Linked DNA regions of Pan troglodytes: regions 2 and 3 are each linked to region 1. A link is a contact called in public Hi-C and capture Hi-C data. All regions are on one chromosome and are shown on one strand. The core of a region is the stretch at or near the end of the contact, and the rest is flanking DNA. Distances in the headings are between cores, read along the strand shown.

Evidence for each region. A called contact is a pair of places that touch in the nucleus more often than the background predicts. Capture Hi-C pulls out chosen DNA fragments and counts their contacts.
Region 2: a capture Hi-C map of stem cell-derived neural stem cells shows a contact between it and region 1, with 4 times the contacts expected there. The contact joins the promoter of ACOX2 here to the promoter of PXK in region 1. A contact is called at or near these places in 2 of 7 Hi-C or Micro-C datasets (induced pluripotent stem cells and stem cell-derived neural progenitor cells), 1 of 1 datasets of contacts at active chromatin or transcription factors (stem cell-derived excitatory neurons) and 1 of 1 other capture datasets (stem cell-derived neural stem cells).
Region 3: a contact with region 1 is called in a Hi-C map of induced pluripotent stem cells, with 2.0 times the contacts expected there. The contact joins the enhancer-like site here to the promoter of PXK in region 1. A contact is called at or near these places in 2 of 7 Hi-C or Micro-C datasets (induced pluripotent stem cells and stem cell-derived neural progenitor cells) and 1 of 1 datasets of contacts at active chromatin or transcription factors (stem cell-derived excitatory neurons).

What each region holds. Positions count from the first base shown.
Region 1 is chr2:62,347,235-62,352,040 of NHGRI_mPanTro3-v2.0_pri, forward strand. It overlaps PXK (PX domain containing serine/threonine kinase like), which reads left to right and starts at 2,302. Exons shown (of 19, transcript XR_010155261.1): 1 at 2,302-2,555.
Region 2 is chr2:62,552,616-62,557,421 of NHGRI_mPanTro3-v2.0_pri, forward strand. ACOX2 (acyl-CoA oxidase 2) reads right to left here and starts at 1,860. Exons shown (of 15, transcript XM_516559.7): 1 at 1,659-1,860.
Region 3 is chr2:62,512,011-62,516,816 of NHGRI_mPanTro3-v2.0_pri, forward strand. KCTD6 (potassium channel tetramerization domain containing 6) reads left to right here. Exons shown (of 5, transcript XM_063805954.1): 4 at 3,935-4,004. Among named protein-coding and RNA genes, the nearest start is that of ACOX2, 40 kb to the right of the region's middle. Within about 2 kb of position 2,506, at least 13 of the 24 cell types and tissues checked have an H3K27ac peak or open chromatin away from gene starts, as enhancers often do. A contact at or near this core is called in induced pluripotent stem cells and stem cell-derived neural progenitor cells, where this site is marked.

The sequences.
Region 1 (4,806 bases), core at 1,052-3,551:
AGCAAATAATTGTTGAATGAATGTACGAATGCCCTCCAGAAAGGTGGCGCCAATTTATACTCCCACCTGCAGTAAGAGAAAATAGCCTTGTCTTGGTCAGTCCACATCACAATAGGAGTAATGATTATAGCTGGATTTTGGTTTCTGTGACTCTGGCAGAGAAATAATCTATTTGCCTTAAAACAAAGAAATGAAAGTAAAAAGTTGAATCCTCCCTAAATGACATATGGTTTTGCTTTAATAGACTGCTGCTTTTAAACACACTGGCACAAAAGTGGAATGGAGGGAGAGTTCTGATTATTTTAGGGCTGAATCATGAAGGTCCAGGATTCCTTCTTCACATCTCGCTGTATTGGATCTTGGCCCCTGGGACCAATCTCATGGCTACTTGACTCAATGGGGCTGCCCAACAATCCCAATAAGCTTGAGATCTGGAGAAGGGACCCTTTATATATGATGTGGGCCTTTCCTGTGATGTCAAATTTTGGTGGTGGTGGTGGGATTACCAAGAAACTTTGTTCCCTTATCTGAAGTGTAGAAATTTAGTGGAGGCAAATTTAAGAGTTAGGAACCTTCCATTCTGTCAACTGTAGGGGAAGGAGGAAACTAATATTGACTTTGTTTTGTTTTTTTTTGTTTTTCCGGAGACGGTCTTGCTCTGTTACCCAGGCTGGAGTGAAGTGGCATGATCATGGCTCACTGCGGCTTCAACCTCCTGTGCTCAAAAAATTCTCCCACCTCAGCCTCCTGAGTAGTTGGGACCACAGGTGTGAGCCATCATGCCCAGGTATTTTTAAAATTTTTTTGTAGAGACGGGGTCTCACCATATTGCCCAGGCTAAACTCCTGGACTCAAGCCATCCACTCTCCTCAGCCTCCCAAAGTGCTGGAATTACAAAGGTGAGCCATCATGCCTGACCACGGTTTGAGGTGTTTTTGTTTGTCTGTTTTTTTGTTTGTTTTTTGAGACAGAGTCTCACTCTGTCACCCAGGCTGGAGTGTAGTGGTATGATCTTGGCTCACTGCAACCTCCCCATCCCGGGTTCAAGCAATTCTCCTGCCTCAGCCTCCAGAGTAGCTGGATCTACAGGCGCGTGCCACCATGCCCAGCTAATTTTTATACTTTTAGTAGTGGGGGTTTTGCCATGTTGGCCAGGCTGGTCTCAAATTCCTGACCTCAGGTGATCCACCCACCTTGGCTTCCCAAAGTGCTGGGATTACAAGCGTGAGCGATCATGCCTGACCACCGTTTGAGTTTTTACTATGTGCCAAGCCCCTTCCCAGTCTACTGCATTCCTTGTATTAACCTTTTCATACAAATAATATTATCTCCACTTTGCAAATTGGGGAGTTGGGACTCAGAGAGGTTGGGTAACTTATTGAAGATCACACAGCTGGTAAATGCCAGAGCCATGGAGATGATGGTCCTCCGATTCTAAATTTAACTCTTCACTATCCTGGAATGCTGCCCTAGGAGAGGGCAGTGTGGGTGAAATTTCTAGGTGTATATGGAGATGGGGGGATGAGGTGGTGCCAGGATTATGGCTTTGGGTTCAGGCAGACTGTGGGCAGATTTAGGGCTGAGAAGTTGATCCCAAGGTTCTCTGGCTTGGCTCTTGGTTTGAAGTTCTTCTAGTCCATATGGTGGGATCAAAAACTCCCAAGTCTAAGGGATGTGGTTGAGCCCGCAGTGGGGGCCAAGAGTAGAGGCTAGGGGTCTCTGGACCATTTTATAGGGTCTCCAGTTCTTAGAGCTTGGGTCTGAGGGTTCTGGGGCCCAAGACCTCCAATTATGGGGTCCAGCTCTTAGGTGTTCAGGCCTGAGGAGCCACGTTCAAGAGTCCCTGTGAAGTTTCGGTAGGAAGGGCTTGTTTCAGAAAGTCTCTGGGTTTGCAGGGCTCAGACTGGGGGTCCCATCCTAAAGGCCCTTTTTCTGAGTTTTAGGGTCCTTGGGCCTGGGGGGTGAGAGAGATCCAGTTCTGAGGGTTTCAAGACGTACAGTCCCCGAAAAGCCCAGTTCTGAGAGGCCTGGTTTGGAAATCTCGCCCTGAAGATTCCTGGATCCCAGGGCTCAGGACCAGGCGTCTCTGGATCTGAGGATCCTGGTAGTGATGGCTTAGGGTGGTGTTCCCCGGTCCGAAGCCCGGAGCTAAGGGCACCGGGTCTGCGGTGCGGCTGCGAGGAGCGGGGAAGCGCAGGCCCATGGCAGCCGCGAGGCGGAGGAGCGGGCCAGCGGGCGGCAGTGCTGGCGGCCCCCACACGTTCTGCGCTGGGTCGGCGCTAGGACTCCGGGGCGGCGGCCGTGGGAAGGGCGGCGCTAGGACCCCGCGGGCCCGGCGGCGCGTGGGGCGGCGCGTGTTGACAGCGGCTGCGGTGGAACCGGGCGGGCGGCGGGAGTCGGCGCCTCGGGTTCCTGCCTCGCGTCCCTAGGCGGCGGCGGCCGGGCGTCCCGGGATGGCCTTCATGGAGAAGCCGCCAGCCGGCAAGGTGCTGCTGGACGACACGGTGCCGCTGACAGCAGCCATCGAGGCGAGCCAGAGCCTGCAGTCCCACACGGTGCGCGGCCCAGCGGGCGGGCGGGCGGCGTGGGGCGGCCCCGGGCCGCGAGGCTGCCTGGCGCGGGCCGGGCAGGGTCGTCGGACGGAGACCGGGCCACAGGGTGGGCGGCCCTGGCCGAGAAGGCTGTGGCGCGCCGCTGGGTCTGGGTCAGGGCCCCTGGGGCCCAGGCGAACGCTGAGGCCCGGAGGGGCCAAGGATGGGGACCGCAGCTCCCGGCGCCGCGGGGTGGAAGGAGCTCGGCGGCGACCAGGAAAGCGACTCCGAGTTGGGGGGCGGGGGCGGGGGCTGCGGGATTCCCGGGCTCACCTTGGACTAGGGGAGCAGGAACGAGACCGCTCAGGACCATCCACTTCTGCCCGCCGCCAGCCTTTTCCTTTTTGAGGCCGTGTAATTTCCTCCTTGCAGCTGAGGGTCTGGGTGATGGGGATGAGGGTGTGCCGGGCCAAATGAAGTGTGACTCCAGAGCCTACTTGTTGGGACAGCAGAGTGTAAGTGGCTGGGGTCTGCAGCCCCGTTTCCAGGTCAGCCGCTTGGCCCTGGTCCCGGGAAGTGGTGGGGGCGGCAGTCGGGGCGCTGTTAAGCAGGTGTATGAATGTGCTTCTCTAACTTGCTCTTTAGTGGGCAGTGGTAGCATTCATTTGAGTTTAAAATCCACTCGAGTAGCATAAAGGAGTAATAGGTCCTCATAGTAAACATTGGCAGGGTTCATTTCTGCTACATATACGGTCTTTTATGGGGCTTTAAAACCGTGGTTGTTTTCATTTGCTTGTACCTTTTTTTTTTTGAAAGGCCCACTATGCATTATAATTTCCAAGCAATAAATCTAGGAACCAGCAAGAAACCTGGAGCTATCAGCTAGTGGGACTTTTTTGGAAAAGTAATGAGTGAGGAGAGAGATTCCTTCAATTGTGATGTTTTGTCAGTCCACCGAATCAGATTCAGACTCAGAGGCTTGTTTGTTTACCATTGCAGTGTGTTTGGGGGGTCATCATCTGGAGGCTAAAGCTCACAATAGCCTTCTGTTTCTCTTTTCGTTCAAGCTCTTCTGATGACTTCAAAGAGACCTTTTATTCTGTTGTATTAAAGTGAGACTTTTTTGAACCTCAGTTTCCTCTTCTGACAGCCATGCTTTGTAGGGCTTGAATTGTTCAAAGCATTCACTTCCAGTTAAGAAAATTATTATCTTTTTAAAAAGGGCTATTTATTCACGCTGCGTGGCTTTAATCCTATTCTGTAGACATGTGAGAAGGCACATACAGGACAGAATTTGTTAAACTTGCTCTCATTTGTGCCTAAAGGGAGTATGGCATAAGGGTTGAAATTTAGGATAGGGAGTCAAGAGTAATTCAGCTATTAAATTTGATTTTTGACTTGACTATTGGCAAGTAAGTCTTATAACCTTCCAGAGAATAGTGTCGAGTCCTTTAGGTTTATTTTGTATTGAAAATAAAGAGATAGATGTTTATAAATACTCACAAATTACTTTCCCTAGGAAGCATTCATGATTTCTACAGCCCCAGCCCATGTGCCTACCCACACCTTAATCTTGATTAGTTTGTCCTGTAATTACTTCTTTACTTTTTGTCTCCACCAGGCTACAAGAGGAGGGGCACTTCTTCCTCACTTTTGAGTCTCATTCCCTGGTTTTTGATAGGATTTCAAATGTGTTTATCAAATGACTAAATAATCCAACTTCAACCTTACTATGCCTCTTTTTCTGTTTATGTAAAATGGTAATTGTAAACATTGAAAAAATAACTTAGAGATCAGTGCTTTAGCTAGGTGGCGAAAGGTGTAATAGGATTCTGTTTTTATTGTAGGGGTGTGTGTGTGTGTGTGTCTGTGTGTGTGTGTGTGTGTGTGTGTAGAGACAGCGTCTCACCATGTTGTCCAGGCTGGTGTGTGTGTGTGTGTGTGTGTGTGTGTGTGTGTGTGTGTGGAGACAGCGTCTCACCATGTTGTCCAGGCTGGTCTGGAACGCCTGGGCTCAGGCCGTTCTCCTGCCTCAGCCCCACAAAGTGCTGGTATACAGATGTGAGCCACCACACCTGGCCCTGCAGATCTTTTCTTTAAAAAATAAAATAATTTAGGGTAGAAAATGGCAGTTCTTGTAGGGATGACTGACCACAAAAGACAATGACTCACAGGAGACCCATAGAGGCAGATGTGGTAGAGTAAAAAACTGTAGCATTGTCTTGCGTAATTTTTTGACTGTTCTGTGTTCTTGTCATTTTAGCTGTAAAGTTTG
Region 2 (4,806 bases), core at 610-3,109, 200 kb after region 1:
TTGCCTAGGGAAATCTTCACAAAAAAGTCAGTGAAGCTTACACCTGAAGAAAATAATCCTGGAGAGGTTGAGTGGCCCCTAGCCACACAGCTGGAGATGGCCAGGAGTTGGATGGGGTCTGACCACAAAGCACATGACTTGTCCATACTACAGCTCCACTGTGGAGGATTGCTGGGGGCACCTTGGTCTCATTAAGCTGCTCCTAGGTTCTAGGATCACTCAGCTCCATTTCTATGAGCCCTGCAGGTGTATTGTGGAACTGAAGGGAGGAAGCCTTCTTCCTGCCTGTGAAGTGTTCCCCTGGAGCCCCTGAGTGTCTTTCATACCCAGGTTGGACCCTATCTCCTTCATAGCAAGTGCTTGGCCTCTGAGAAGCCCCTATTCCTCCAGAGTGAGGCAACCATGAGGTGCAGTCCATCCTATTTCACAAGTCTCTTGAGGCCATCTGCTCCTTGCTATCTCTTTGGCTAGCATCCAGGGCACTGTTATCTCTTACTTGGCCTCAGTGTTCCTCTTATTTGTTCTCCCAGCTGCCAGGTGAACTCTTGAACTGCAAATCACATTGTTTTCCTCTCCTGCTTGGAATCTGCTCCTTGGGGCCCACTGTTTGTGGAATGGAGTCCTTGCTGTGTCTACCCACCCCTACTCCACTCACCTCTCTCCTATGTCAACTTACTGCCTTCATCCCTGGCCTCCACTCATTCTCTTCCTACCCTTTGCCCCTGCTGTTCTCTCTGAACAAAGTTCAGCTCCCTCATTCCCTGGGTGCTCTAGGGTTAGGGACAAGTTCTTATTTGCTTACATGTTCCTCCCACAAGGCCTGGGAGGCCAGCTCTGCGTTTCCTAGCTTGCAGCAGGTATGTTGTAAATCTCTCCGGCAGGCTGCCATGCTTTTGATCCCCTTCCTTCCTGACCTCAACCTGACAGATGCACTGCTGTTATTACCATTTTATGGAGAGGATGTGGGCCTTGGAAAGGGAGGAGACTTTATAAGGGTCATGCAACCACATGTAGCAAGTGATTCATATGAGGCTTTCAAACCAATACCCCCAGCAGGGCTGTGGGGGTGCTGGCAAGGGGCCCCATCCTCTGCCCCCTGGAGTCCTGCAAGTGCACCTAGTACGGCTCCTCTCGTCCTGCCTTACCTCTTTTCCTTGCTCTGCTGCCACTGCCTCCTTGCTGTTCTGAATGCTCCAGGCCTCCCTGCCACTGCCAGCTTTTGCTAGGGCATCTCCATCTGCCCAGAACACCCTTTCTTCAAATGTCACTAGGGCTTTTTGCATTGAACCTCATTTAACCTTAAAGAGGCCACCCTCTTTAAAACCCCAAGCCCCCTCCCCCGGCATTCCCTGTCCTCACTCTGCTCTCCTTTTTCTCTTTTCACTTATCCCCTTCTGACATTTGAGATCATTTACTCATTTCGTATGTTTTTGTTTACTTCCATCTCCCTGCTACTAACACAGAAACTGCAAGAGGGCCAGGATCTTTGTCACTGTCATGCTGTGACCCTAACACTTAGTGCAGGGCCTGATTTGCAGGAGGTGCCCAGTGAAGAAAGCCTTGCTCAGGGTCTCTCGGAGCTGCAGACAGGGTCATCACGGGGGCAGCCCTCTCCTCTGGGGTCTCCCAGTCCCTCCCTGCCCAAAAACCTGGCTCACCTGGCTCCCCTCTGTCCTGTGTCCGCACTGTAGGCCGGGCTGGCCTCTCCCCGGCTGTAGGCCGCAGCCTCTGGCAGGCTTGTGGTCCTGCCCTTCTCTCCTCCCACAGAGGGGCTGGAACACAGAAGCTGAGAGAACCTGCTTGGCCAGCTCTCAAGCCCTTGTCTGCTCTCAAGCCCTTGTCTGGGCTTATGGAGCTCCTCTCCTTCCTCCCTCTCTTCCTGCATGGGTGTGACCTTTGTGCTTGTCGCTGGGGCTGCCCTGGGAGGACTGCTGGGAGGTTGGAGCCCTTACATCTCAAAGCCAGGGATTCCTTTGACACTACTTGTACCAAAAAGCTGTGTACCCCGGCAGTGTTTCCAAAGTGATATCCTGGTCTTCCCTGATCTTTCACTGTGTGCCCTTCAGGCACTCAAGCTGTTAATATCACGCGAGCTTAATAGGCTCCCCTCAGATGGTCCTCATGTGAAGGGATTGCTCTGTAAGGTGTATGTTTTTCCTCTCTCCCCATGTTTCTGCTCTAAAATATGGCTTGTCTTATGCTTAGCATCCCCTGACATTCCCTGGAAAAATATTTGTGGAGCATCCATCTGTAGTGTGTGGGATCCAGATGGGAGCTGGGTCTTAGTGAGAGGAATGAGAGGCTTAGAGGTTCCCTCCCTGCATAACCACCTTGGAAAGTCAGAAGCGGCTCCCCATTTTGCAGGTAAGGAAACAAGCTCAGGGAGGGGATGTCACTTTGTTTGGGTTTGCACAATAAGTAGATTACATAACACATTTGTGTAAGACTGGGAAAGAAATCAAGGGGCCAGTAGGAGATCAAGGCTCCTGTTCTGGCAGGACTTCTGAGCTATGTTGACTCTGAGCAGGTGTACTCCTTTCTGGGCCTTGGCCTCCCCTGTAATGCAAGGTATTTGCTCAGTAAGGAGCCTCACAGCACCCCATCATATCCCTAAGGTAGTGTCTAGCTTGTGTCTGTAGGAAGAGGCAGGACCTGTGGCCCAAGCTTTGCAACTTATCACCTAGTAGGTCCTTCTGGAGCTGTGGGGCTCAGACTCCTGGCAGTCCTCATTGCTGTGGGCAGTGGTTTCAGGGAAGGTGGTCTTGGCCCCACTGTTTGGAGGTGAAAGTTCTTACTTACACCTGGACTCATCTCCACCAAGGATTTATGCTATCACTGACCATGGGCAATGACTTAGTTCCTCTCTGCCGTAGAGAAAGGCTTGGATTGCAGGAAGTGCCCAGTGAAGAAAGCCTTGCTCAGGGGCCCTTGGAGCAAGGCTTTTTAATAAACTCTCCATGTTTAAATTGTTTTCTCATCCACTTTGAAGCTGACCCTGTTCTGTATGTTTTGGATGTGATCATTTTGATTTGTTGCACTGAAATCTTGAATTCTCTAGCTTAAAAAGGCTTTTTAAATTACAAAATATTTCAAACTCGTACAAAAGTGGAGAGAAAAATATAATGAACCTGCATGTACCTAACACCCAGCACTAACAATGATCACACTTGTCTCCTTGTTCTTTGTGTTTAACTTTTTATTTTGAAATAACTTTAGAATTTCAGAAAGCTGCAAAAAGTTATTGTATATCCTTCACTCAGCTTCTTCTAAGGTACAGTTATGAAACCAAGCCATTAACACTGCTGCAATATTGTCAGCTAATCTTCAGAACTTATTTGAGTGTGTCAGAGGTTCTCCAAGATCAACCTCAGGTCCAGTGATTTGCTAGGAAGACTCATAGAACTTAGAAACTGTTATACTGAGCCAGGCGCGATGGCTCACGCCTATAATTCCATTGCTTTGGGAGGTTGAGGCTTGAGGATCACTTGAGGCCCGGAGTTTGAGACCAGCCTGGACAACATAGCAAGACCCTGTCCCTACCAAAAAAGATGTAAAAATTAGCCCAGTGTGGTGGTGTGTGCCTGTAGTGCTAGCTCCTTGGGAGGATGCAGTGGAAGGATTGCTTGGGCCCAGAAGTTCGAAGCTGCAGTGAGCTATAATGGAACCACTATACTCTAGCCTGGGTGACAGAGTGAGACTTTGCCTCTAGAACAAACAAGAAGAAACTGTAATACTCATGGTTACAGTTTATTACAGCAAAAGATTACAGATTAAAATCAGTAGAAGGAAAAGGTACATAGCACGAAGTCTAGGAGAGAATAGACTGAGCTTCTAGGTGTCCTCTCCCAGTGGTGTTGTATGGACAGCATTTAATTCTCCCAACAACGATGTTTACAATATGCACGAAGTATTGACAACCAGGGAAGCACACTTTTGAGGCAGGAGAACAGCAGAAGGAATTGGAGGTTGGATAAAGGGTGGAATGAGCGAAAGCAGAAGCAAGGTGAAGGGGTGAGTGAGCAAGAAGCAAGAGAAGAAGCAGAAGTTAAGCAGCCAAAACAAAAGTAAGATAAAAAACTGAGTAAAGAGACCCCATGGCTGGCAAGATCCTGACCAAACCAGTAAGGGGCAGCTCCTCCGAGATAGGCATGCTCATTAGAGCGAAAAAGCATCTTTAACATGACCCCGTATGATAATCAGCTCATTAAAGCTCATGCATATGGACTGCATATCATGCATGTACTTGAGATTATGGAACGGAGGCGACGTGCAAGCACACAAGGGCCAAACAAAGTAAGCAACACGCCTATCAATCAAAAGGCAGACACTAGCTAGAGATTCGGCAGCCTTGGGAAAAGAAAGGGAAAAAAGAACACATAAGAAGACCACAAGCCCAGGAAACTGATGCTGATCTCATCTCGCAGAGGTCAGCCCACTCTGCCCTCTTTGAGAGTATAATGCTGTGCTTAATAAACTATTGCTGCTGGCTTTGCTACTTGTGTGTGTCACGTCCAGTTTTTTGGTTTTTTTGTTTTTTTGTTTTTGAGACAGAGCCTTGCTCTATTGCCCAGGCTGGAATGCAGTGGCTCACTGCAACCTCTGCCTCCTGGGTTCAAGCAATTCTCTTCCCTCAGCCTCCTGAGTAGCTGGGATTACAGGCATGTGCCACCATGCCCGGCTAATTTTTGTATTTTTAGTAGAGACAGGGTTTCACCATGTTGGTCAGGCTGGTCTCGAACTTCTGACCTCAAATGATCCACCTGCCTCAGCCTCCCAAAGTGCTGGGATTATAGGCATGAGCCACGG
Region 3 (4,806 bases), core at 1,256-3,755, 160 kb after region 1:
ACTTTAGAAAATTAATACTTCCTTTTAAGGTTTCTATAAATTCTTCAGTATGTGTTTTCTTAAGCTTAATTACCTGCTAACATGACACTGTCAGAATTTATACATTAGTCACAATAACCTTTGAAGCTTAAACATGGTTGAATTTTCAGCACTGCTTTATATTCTTTGGGGAATGGGCGGTGTTGTTTTCACAAGAATTTTATTTGCATCAAAGGTTACATCTTTTCAGGTGATTTTGCAGGGTCAGAGGCTTCTTTGAATTTTATAGCTGTTTGTGCTCGGTTGCATTTGCTGTCTTTCAAAACCATCTTTAGTTTTAGTAAGGAAAGTCACTATAAAGGAAAAGTTTTTTATTGTTACCATTCCTGGTAGATTTTCTGAAATATTAGATATTTCTTTGCTTTCATCAAGTAAAATAGGCCTATTTGATACCCATTTCAAGATCTTCCTTCTGCTGCCTGTCTTGTGGTCATTTAACGTCTCATTAAGCCCTCCACTGGAGACTGTGCCAGAAGGGAGAGAAGATGAAAAGCAAATGAATCATTTTCTAATTGTTAGTAGCTCTGGAAAATGATTCAGTAGAAGAGATTGAAACTATTCTGGAAATTCTTTGGGATTGTATTTCATTCATCTGCATCGTTTCAGAGATGTTCCTAATGGTCGTCAATTCAGAATTCAGAAGCCGATCATTATCCAGCTATTGGATAACAGGGAATTTTTCATGCTTTTTTTTTGTTTGTTTGTTTCTTGCTGTATTTAAGCATCTCCACAGAAGATATTTAGAAGCAGGTAGAGATAAAATTTAAACTAATCAATACTGTTTTTTCCCTTTGAACTCTTTAATGCACAATTTGATTTCTTTAGACAGTTTAGTCATTGTTATTGGAAGTGACTAATAGTGACTTTGCTTCAATTTATTTTGATGTATCTTATACACAAGTATAGGAAGGCTTTTGGGTGGTTTTTAAGAAACATGGGCTGTAGATTCCCATAATTGCTTTCCTGAATTATTAAGCATGAGCTTTCATTACATCTTTGTACCGGAACTTCTGCTTTTGCTGTGGAACAGATTCAGGGACATCATCTAATTTTTTTTTTTTTTTTTTTTAGAGAACTGCTCAAGAAGTTACCTTGTTTTGATTTAGCAGTAAAAAAGAGAAAAAGGGTTAATAGTGGACAGACTTTTCGTTAACGGCTGCAACATTGATGTCTGCTTTTTTCCTTGTCTTTGATCTTCTGTTTCTCATTTAATCATTTGGATATTCACGGATTGGAGTTCTTTATGTCACTACAGACAGGACAGCAACCGTTATTCACAGTAGTTGAATGGGTTCCTGCCTTTTTTTGGTGGGGGGGCGCCCTCAGGAGAATTTTTACAAACCCATTATGACTGTTTAGTTAGGCTGAGTTACTGTAAAATTTGTAAATAAAACCCTACTGGATGGATAGGGTTAATAGATGGCTATAGAGAGTTTAAAGTTAAGCTTTTTCAATTTCTTGTCTCTTGGATTCTGTTCTTTCAATTTCTACCCTAGGAGGGGATTTATGGAAAAATCTAGACTAAGAGTCAGAACATGCAAGTTCTTATCTAGTTACTTCCCAGCTGTGGCGCCCTCAGCTAGTCACTTAATCTGCCTTGTTTCTCTGTTTTGCATCTTTAAGATGAGGATAGTAATCCCTGCTCGGCCTACTGGTATCAGGAATGTTGTAGGGGGAAAAAAAGTCTTTCATGCCCCTGTCTATTAAGTTGTTTCTTCCTTCTAGAATCCCTTCTCAGGTTGTCCGAATTTTCTTTCAAGGATTCAACTGAATGGGCTCTTCCCAGAAGTCCTCTATTTCCCATTTGGAATCTTGCTTTTCCCCTCTCGCGGGCCTCTGCTGGTCCATCTGTTGTATAGCACTTTGAATTCTGTTCTGTACTTCAGTCACTGCATGTTGCCTTCCATTATAGATGGAAAGCTCCGTGAGGGCAAAGATTGTCCTTTTCCTCTTTCTGTGTGTCCGCATTGCACATAGGCACCCCCTCCACTCCATAGGTGACCCACAATAATTGTTGGCTGAATGAATGATTATTGAGGCTGTCAGAATGAATACTTTGCGTGATGGGAAAATGCCAAAGATGAGCATCTTACCAGAACTTTTGGATGAGTGGCCTTTTAAATTGCTCAGTTACTAATCTGTTGTTATCAGTAACTGAATCAGATCCTGGCAAGACAAATTGGCAAAGCCCATTTCTTGGTCCTGTTTACTTCGGATACTATTTGTGAAGCAAGTCAGAGGAATGAAAGACTGTCATAACAGTCTTGAATTTGACATTTGTTCCATTTCTCACCCCATAGCATGTGGAGGCCTGTCTATATCCAACTGCTGAGTGTAAAGAATAAAAACTGACTGCCCCATAGTCTGGTCCACATTTTAGTTTGTGTGCTTTGAAGGATTTGCAAGGTAGAGAAATAGATGCTTCAGGCTCTGATTTCAGCCCATGCTGTGCTATGCAAATGTTCTCTACATGCCTGAGTGACCTTTTGAGAAAGAGCCTTTGTGATCTTCTGTAGCTAGGGCTTGTTCTGGGAATTCTGTGCCAGATTCCTCTAAAAGTGGGAAAAGTGAATCTGTTAAAGGACCACGTAAAAAAGCCAGTGCTTTTCCTGGATGAATACCAATAAGTCCATGTTTCTTACCATGTCTTGCCAGAGCTTTAGAAATTTGCTCTGCAGTTTGCTTTACAGGTTGATTTGGGATTGAAGTGTGTGAGAGGGAACTGACTAAGGCAGTTCAGTAGCTGGGAAACTGTTTGTTTAAATGCTTTTGAATTGTAGATAAAAATAAATTCACATTGGCATCATTAGTATCTGAGCATTTCTCAGTGTCTTAAGGCTGGCTCTCCATGAGTGCTGGCTGATTGACTCTCATCTATATCGGTAAGGTTCTTTTTGCCCCAAATTGTGCTCTTTAACACTTCGGCATTTAAATCGCTTTCTATTTGTTTTAATTGTACAAAGAGAAATACATCATTATTTAAAAGCATCATCATTTTTTTTAATATTGTAAGATAAATACCATTCTGATGTATTTCTCTTGGAAAGGGATGCTGGTATCCTGGGAGGTTTATGATTTTTGATGCTTTTACTCAGGTGATTGGCTTGTATAGCTGAAATGCTGATGAAAAGGAGTTTTCCCTTCTCCCTTTTTCTTTTCTTTTCTTTTTTTTTTTTTTTTTTGAGATGGAGGCTCACACTGTTGCAGGGGCTGGTGTGCAGTGGCACAGTCTCGGCTCACTGCAACCTCCGCCTCCCGGGTTCAAGTGATGCTCCTGCCTCAGCCTCCTGAATAGCTAGGATTACAGGTGCCCACCACCACGCCCAGCTAATTTTTTGTATTTTTAGTAGAGATGGGGTTTCACTATGTTGGGCAGGCTGGTCTTGAACTCCTGACCTGGTGATCCGCCTGCCTCAGCCTCCCAAAGTGCTGGGATTATAGGCGTGAGCCACCGCGCCCAGCCTGTCCCTTTTTCTTAAATGACCTTTTTGGTGAGGACCATTATAGGTTTGTACCAGGATAAGGTTGTAGAGTTCATCATAATATTCTCTTATATAAATTCTAAAAATTGATGTTCTAAGAAGAGAGGTAGAATTTGAATGACTGGGTTACTTCCTAGACTGTTCCTCCTTCTCTTAAGTACAGTATAGTTCTTTCTCTGAAAATCTTCAGTCTCTTAGTTCCAGATGGGTTCTCTATGGTAAGAATACAGGACATGTAGAAGGCCCTAGGGGAATGCTTTCTTCTCCAGATCTTTGCCCTGTAGTAGGTTTCAGCTGAGCAAGGACGAGTAGTTTTTCTGGTGTTTGGCCTCCTCTGTTGGGTGGAAAAAGCCTTTCTTCTCTATTTTCATAGTTATATATGCTATCATATGTCTGTTTTTCTCCTCTTGAAGTTTCCCTGAAACCTGGGCTCTTGAAGACGCATCACTGGAGCTGATGGATAATGGAGACTGGGGCTATATGGTGAGTGCTTCTTGGAGATGCATTTTGAAGGCTGGGGAATTATTTTTGTGTGTCTTTTTATCCTTATGTATTTTTAGGTATATCTTATAAGAACAGAAAATTGTGAATTTGTGTAACCTCTCTTCCCCCTTTTACTTAGTTTAGATGTATTTTGGAGGCGTTTTTGTCTTGTGTGGTGTTTTTTAAATTTTTATTTAATTTTTTAATTTTTTCTATGTGGAGTCTCGCCTTCTTGCCCAGGCTGGAGTGCAGTGGCGCGATCTTGGCTCACTGCAACCTCCACCTCCTAGGTTCAAGAGATTCTCCTGCCTCAGCCTCCTGAGTAGCTGGGATTATCAGCGTGCACCACCACATCTGGCTAATTTTTGTATTTTTAGTAGACACAGGGTTTCACCATGTTGGCCAGGCTGATCTCGAACTCCTGACCTCAAATGATCCTCTGCCTTTGTTTGGTGTTTTAATGGAATCAAACTCAAAATGGATTTTCCAAATACTTTTTATAATCACTGGAGAGGTAACGTGATTTTTTATTTTTTCAAGTGTGTTGCTCTGAAGGCTCTTTCTTCATGAATAGTGACTACAAAAGGATCTAGTGAGTTTGGAGGATATTTTGTTGTGGTTTGGGAGATTAATGGTTGAGAAAGTGCCTCTTCTCCCCGCTTGCATTTTTTGTGTGTGCATATGTCTCCCTATTTTTCTATTCCTTTGGTGTAAGGTATATTTTACTTGCCTAGTACCTGAAGTCTCTGTCTGCCTTTCTTTTTTCTTTCTTCCTTTTTTTTTTTTTTCGAGACAGGGTCTT